Linked DNA regions of Zea mays: region 2 is linked to region 1. The links are chromatin contacts, called in public Hi-C maps. All regions are on one chromosome and are shown on one strand. Each heading gives the region's core, a stretch centred on a gene start, on an enhancer-like site or on the middle of the called end of the contact. The rest is flanking DNA. Distances are from core to core; before and after follow the strand shown. Region 1 holds the start of LOC109940767 (SWI/SNF complex component SNF12 homolog). Region 2 holds the start of LOC100282414.

Region 1 (3,321 bases), core at 723-3,222:
ATCTTGGACATGCCTCTGGAATCAGATGACTCTCATATATACCCTCCCCCACGACGACCGACTGTGGCGGTGCTGAGCTGCACCGCGGCGGTGCCACACTAGAGTACCGCGAATCCGACGCCCCAATGCACTATATGGTACGTGGACATGGGCAGAAGATAGAGGGGTAGATGGCAAACGCGTGAAGCATCGACTTATCCACAGACAGAAGGCAACCAGGGCCTGCCAAATGGAGCTCCAATGGCTTCTAGGTCCCTTGGGGCTATAAATGGGACCCCTAGGTGCATGGAGCATTACACCAAGCATCTATCGAACATTCTACAACACTGAGACATCACATTCACGCCTTTGCTTCGCTAGATTGAGATTCGAGCAAGTATTTTGAGCTGTAATTCCGTTGTGTTGTCTCTTGTGCTCCTCTCTCAACTTGTGTGTGTATGTTGCTGTGATTTTGTCTCTTGTGTGTGTTTCTACTCCCCCATACTTTTGCGGTTTATTTGAGATCAACTGTGTAAGGCGTGAGAGACTCCAAATTGTGGAGATTCCTCACAACGGGAAAAACTTGAGATAAGAAAGAGAACCGTGGTACTCAAGTTGATCATTGGATCACTTGAGAGGGGTTGGATGCAACCCTCGTCCATTAGGACACCACAACGTGGAGTAGGCAAGAATTTTACGTTTGACCGAACCACGGGATAAAAATCGATGTCACTGTCTACTTTACCTTATTGCGATTTCACTCTTTCTAGCATTTCACTTCACTTACAATATTGCTCTAAGTTTAATACTCACCTTGTGAGAGCAATTAAGTGAAGAAGTTCTCTCCCCCTCACACTCTTTATTCGAACTTGGTTTTTTATCTTACTAAACCAATTGTAGACCAAGTTTGTTTTGTTGAGCTATTTTTACAGGATCACCTATTCACCCCCTAGGTGCTCTCACTTTAGATATGATATTTTCATTGACCAAAGATGAATTACAAGTTCAGTGAACAAGCCACAGAGCTTTTAACATTATATATTTCTTTGGATCCTAACGATTCTTTCAGTTCATTGAAAATTGATGATGTATGCTCTCTACCTGTAAAGTTCTACCATATCGATATTTTAGAGCAAGAAAGAAGTCGTGAGGCTTCAATTATAATATTTTACATTTCATGTGCCTACATATTTTATTTTACAAAATATGATAATCATTGTCGATTTTCGTCAGTGACCAACATAAATTAGAACATCAGGTGAATATGATTATTTGACCCCTTCAGGGTCGTCTCTGAGTTCTTTAGGCCCCATTGCAAAAATTGAAAATATTCCCTATAACCTATAGTATATGGAGATAAAAGTATTCTAAAATAAGTTGTTTTATACTTGATCTATTGTTATATTCTTGCCCTCTTATGTTATCTATTTTAAAGTTAAGATTTTATAGTTTAATTTACAAAATATCAAACAATATTTGCATTTTATATTATTTATATTGAGAACACTCAAAAAATGATGCCCAAAAAGTTAGGGGCCCTGTGCTGTTGGCTGTTGCCCTAGGTGGTAGAGAGGCCTCGCCCCTTTATATTTTATTCCTAGCTCCGCTACTATGACCAACACATCACCAACAACACCTAGATCCATGTTGGAAATGTCACATCAGCAAAATCACTCACTAAAAATACCGATGGATTATTTGACTGATTTTATAAAGTTGAGGGGTTAAATAACTAATTTTGAAGATGAGAGATAAAATAGATTATCCTTTAAATTGAGAGGTTATATATCTTTTCTGTTTTAGGGTCAATATAAAACTGGTTTCATACTTTTTGAATTAAAATAAAATTTAGAACATTTTTTAGTATTAAGTATTTTTAAAATGTATATTATATTCTCGAAAAATATTGATTATTTTTAAAATTATTATTATTGAGTCGACAAATAAAAAATTATTTCATAGTTGAACTAGGTTAGGTGGACTTTTTCTTTCTACGGCTGAACCGCTCAAAGTCACGGAAGCATTAGAGAGCCCGGCCCACGCAAGGCCCAACCATCTCTCCATCTATCATCCTCCCCGAATCGCCCTCAGTCGCCAACCTCTCTCCCGTCCAAACCCTAGCTAAGCTCCCCCAATCCCCTCTGCACCGAGATCCGATCTCGCCCTTCTGGCCGCGGGACAGTCGCCGCCATGGCCTCCGGCGGCAACCCCAACCCGACCGGCGCCCCCAGTCAGCCGCGTCCGCCGCATACGCAGCAGCAGCCTCCACCGGGCGGCTCACCGGCGGCGCCCATGACCCACCTCCGCCCTCCCTCCCTCTCCGGCTCCCCCTTCAAGGGCCTCTTCCACACGCCGCCCACCCACAATCCCGCCTTCCAGATCCACATGGGCGCCTCGTCCTCGCCCCAGAATCCGCTCATGACCGCCACCGCAGGCTCGGCCAAGCGGCCCCCGCAAAAGCCCCCTATCCGACCCCCGGCACCCGGCTCTACCTCGTCGGCGGCCGCCGCCTCGGCGGCTGCCGCGTACAAGGCCGCGGCCGCGGCGGCGGCCGTGGCCAATTCTGGGGGCGTCGACCTCACCCCCGCCGCGCGGCGCAACAAGAAGCGCAAGCTCCCGGTGAAGCAACTCCCTGACCGCGTCGCCGCGCTTCTCCCAGAGTCCGCGCTCTATACGCAGCTGCTCGAGTTCGAGGCCCGCGTGGACGCCGCGCTCGCGCGGAAGAAGGTAGACATCCAGGAGGCGCTCAAGACGCCGCCCTCGCTCCAGCGCACACTTCGCATCTACGTCTTCAACACCTTCGCCAACCAGGGGCCGCGCACCATCCCACCTCCCAAGAATGCCGATCCGCCAACCTGGTCCCTCAAGATCATTGGTCGCGTGCTTGAGGACGGCGCCGAGCTGGATCCTGCCAGTGTTGTGCCCAAGCACAACCCAGTTTATCCCAAGTTCTCCCAATTCTTCAAGAGGGTGACGATAGCGCTGGACCCGTCTCTGTACCCAGAGAATCCACTCATCATCTGGGAGAATGCACGGGCAGCTGCCCAGCAGGAAGGGTTTGAGGTAAAGAGGAAAGGGGATAAGGAGTTTGTTGCAAACATTCGGCTGGAGATGAACTACAGCCCTGAGAAGTTCAAGTTATCACAGCCGCTTATGGAGGTGCTTGGGGTGGAGGTGGACACTCGTGCACGGGTGATTGCTGCCCTCTGGCAGTATATTAAAGCAAAGAAGCTTCAGAACCCAAATGATCCTTCCTTCTTCATGTGTGACCCTCAATTGAAGAAGGTGTTTGGGGAGGACAAGCTCAAGTTTGCAATGTTGTCACAGAAGATATCTCAGCAT
Region 2 (3,842 bases), core at 1,177-3,676, 160 kb after region 1:
CGCTTTTCCTCCTTAATCGTTTGACCTTTTCTTGTGCCCATTTTAGATCTTGCTGGTTCTTGTGGGTTTTATCTCTTTTATGTGTTTCCCCGTTTCGTTGTTTTCGGTTCTCCTTTGCCTTTGTTTCCCTTTTCTGTTCTTTGGGTGTTGAGCTCTGAGGTTTTCATACGGGGTTTCATCTCTAGCCTACCCCAACGTGCTTGGGACAAAAAGGCTTTGTTGTTGTTGTTGTTGATGCTGTAGATGTAAGAAACAAACAGATAAAAACCAAATGTTATAATGTCTGCACAAGTCCATGAACTACATGTCCTGCCTAGATGGAACAGCCTCCAGTATCAGATTTCAGAATGGTTGGTTTACGTTCTTCAAATTTGATTAAACTTTTAATTAATCTACAGCCCACTAGCCTCACCCGGGAGAAACAAAAGAAACAAATAGCATACCGAGACAGCATGTATAATTTGAGTGTACACATTTCAAACCCAGCAGATAGAGTGACAACAACCTAGACTACACATGAGACGAGGAATACTAAGAGAACATTGTTGTGCTCGTACTTCACTACAGGCTTGGACGACCTAACCTTGAGATCGTGGTCTAGCAAAAGGCGCTAAATAGAAACCTCCATCACGATCATTTAAAGTTCTTGCAAATATGCGTAGTACACTCCAGGATTCGACACCTGGAGAAATCATAAAATAGATCATACTACAACGCCTCTGGATAATAAGCTAAACAGCCTGAACTAGATTAATTTCAAATGCTGGACGAATGATCGCAAACTCTGTCATAATTCACTACTGCTCCCTTTTTGGAAGATGTTTGGGATGGTAATGAGTTGAAATTGACTTTTAGAAGGATTGTTTCAGAGCAAAATATGAGGGTTTGGTGGGATCTATGTGCGATAATGGAAAATGTTACTCTAAATGAGGATGACCAGATTATCTGGGCCTTTGGTCCAGTGGCAAGTACTCAGTTCAATCGTTGTATGGAGTGATCTATTTTAGGGGGGTTCGCCCTGTGTTTGTTCATGCTGTGTGGAAACTTATTGTTCCGCCTAGAGTTCGTATTTTTCTATGGCTAATGTCTAAGGGCAAACTTCTTACAAGAGACAATTTGGTGAAAAGAAAACATCTAAATGATAAGTCCTGCCTTTTCTGTTCGGAAGAGGAATCAATTTATCACCTTTTTCGACTGTTGTATTGCTAAGAGGATGTGGAGTGTGGTTAATAACTTGTTGAATTGGAATGTGGGGGAGGATCTGGAATCTGTAGCAAGATGGTGGATTAGCAATAAGAGATACAAGGTGCAAAATACAATTTGTGCTGCTGTTTTGTGGTCCTTATGGAAAACCCGTAATGCTTTGTGTTTTCAGGGGAAAAACTGGATGTGTGTGAAGCAGGTGCTGTGCAGGGCGTCTCAGATGCTGAGAAACTGGAAACCTCTCTTCAAGTCAAAAAGTTGGGAGGAGCTGGATTTATACACTGGTGCTTTAGAGAAAGTGGCTTGGGAACTGGAGCGCATTCCCTGGTGGAGGAATTCAAATCTGGTTGATCCAAGTGAAGATGGTACCCCCAGAAAATGTTGGGAGGAGTTCTAGGAATTTCGGACCACCGTAGTGCTTGATAACCTGTTACTTGTTGTTCTGTGGTTTTGGCGGACGCGCTGGAGTATGGTTTAAACCTTGTAATAATGTTTGGTTGATACACTTTGTTTCGTGGAAATAAAGTGGGGGAAACCTTTCTGTCAAAAAAATTCACTACTGCTCCCGGATGAACTAACTACTAAGCTAGATTAGGATGAGTTAGGTGCTAATCCAACAGTTTTTTCATCCAGGCCATTCGAAATTGCTTGCAAATATGCATGCATAAGTCAACACGAAACTCGGGGCCTGGGGAGATTTCCATTGCACTAAAGTAACAGGACGTTGTCGGATCATTTGAAGAATACAGAATAAGAAAGAGAGGGTCGGTTGAGGACCTGGTACTCCCACTCGGCGGCGATGGCCATGGCGAGGGCGCGCGAGGGCAGCTTGAGGACCCGCTTGGCCGGCGACTTGAGCGTGCGGTAGTCCAGCATCACGGTCCACCCATTGCCATCGTCGGCGCGCCGTACGGTGGCGTCGCGGTAGAAGCGCTTACCGACCACAGACCCGGTCATGAACGACGTCGGCATCGCCACCGACGTCTCGTCCCTCGTCATCACGGCCGCGGCGGCCGCCGGCTTCTTCACAAAGATCGCGTCGCCGGATCCACCTCCCCCTCCTCGCGCGCCCTCTCCGCCCGGAGAAGCCTCCGCTGCGGTGCCCAGCAGCCGGCACCGCCCACCGGCCACCCATCGCGGCTGGAGGAGGCGGCGGGCTGCGACCGTCGCCATGCCGGTTTCACCTGGGCTTCTTCCTCCCAGTCTGTCGCTTACTAGTACCCTACACGCAACAGTTTCAGCCCGTATAAAATGCAGCCCATGTCCCTGTATGCGCTGAGGCCCACCTAACGGCCCATCAAAGGCTTCAAGGCGTCCAGTTCCGCCACGCCACGACTCCAAGGTGGAGGACGTCCAAGAGCTTCTTCGTGAGGCATGTTTCAACTTGGTAAGGATTCCAAGAATGAATGGCAAACACATAAACAAAGCATAGAAATATAAGTGGGATAAATGATGATGAGCCAGGCATTGAATTACAAAATAGTAGCATTTCAACTACATACAATTTATTTTTACAATCAGAATCTATCCACAGTTCCACACCAACAACTTAACTAGGCTTCGGCCTTCTGGCTTTACTTTGTTTTCTTCAGTTTCTTGCTCTGCAGAAAAGGAAACAAAAGGGCATATGGTGACTAATTGGAAAACCCCATAAACAAAACTTCATGAATACAAGTTTAAAGACGAACCTTCCTAGTATACTCTTCGGCCTCCGAAGCAGCTAGCTCTCAGCCTCCCTTGTTCCACAACTCAAAGAAGAATATCTTCGCGGCATTTGCCACACTCTTCGAATGACGCTTTATATTATCAACACTCATATCAAAGTTAGCTTCTTCAACAATTTTGTCGTGATCGCAGCTGGCTTTTTCAAATACTGAAGCCATTCCCCGAGACCCAATCATTACGCAGTAGTCACTGCGAGTGGTAATTATCGAATCAACTTCTCGTTATTTCTCCATCCAGTTGAGCTCTCCTTCGGTGTCCCCACTGGTGTATGTGGTTGCTCTTGAGATAGCACCAGTTGAGGAAAAAATCTTCCTAAGGGTATCACAGCACCGCGAAACAACAGAAAAGGAGTTCTCTCGAAGCTGATTTAAAATTCCCGATAACTTCTGATTTTTCATATACTTATCGGCATTACCCTTTTCTCAGCTTCAAGGTTGGCCTAAAGCTCTTTGATAAACTCATTTTATTTCTTTAACTTTGAAACATCAGCATTATGTATCTTCCTTGCTTCGTCGTTTTCCTTTTCAGTTTTTTCTACCTTCTCCTTCGAGAGCGTCTATACATCTTTTTCCTCCAAACTCTTATGAAGTTTGGAAGTTTCGTCTTAAAGAGCGGAGAGTTCTTTTTCTTGATGCATTCTCCAGACTTTGCTTAGCATTAGTCCCTGCATAAAAAATAATGAGGATTAATGATTTAATCGAAACGTGAAAGTTTCTCGAATCTGTGTCAAAATAAAAACTCTTCGTACCTTGATACTAGTATAGACCAGGCTGTGGTAGAGTTTCTTCTTCTTGACTTGGCACAGTTTCTCCTCGATATAGTGATGATACATGTGTTTCTAGATAATCCAGTTCTAGCTTAATCATATATACTTTGTTTCTCTATGTAAAAGGGGTTGTGTGCCATCTTAGTGT

Evidence for each region. Hi-C and Micro-C count contacts between places; a contact is called where the count stands out from the background.
Region 2: a contact with region 1 is called in a Hi-C map of leaf, with 5 times the contacts expected there. The contact joins the promoter of LOC100282414 here to the promoter of LOC109940767 in region 1. A contact is called at or near these places in 4 of 25 Hi-C or Micro-C datasets (ear, endosperm, leaf and 1 more).

What each region holds. Positions count from the first base shown.
Region 1 is chr7:178,897,071-178,900,391 of Zm-B73-REFERENCE-NAM-5.0, forward strand. LOC109940767 (SWI/SNF complex component SNF12 homolog) reads left to right here and starts at 1,973. Exons shown (of 2, transcript XM_020540973.2): 1 at 1,973-3,321. The coding sequence starts at 2,170.
Region 2 is chr7:179,052,276-179,056,117 of Zm-B73-REFERENCE-NAM-5.0, forward strand. LOC100282414 reads right to left here and starts at 2,427. Exons shown (of 4, transcript NM_001155325.2): 1 at 1,981-2,427. The coding sequence starts at 2,376.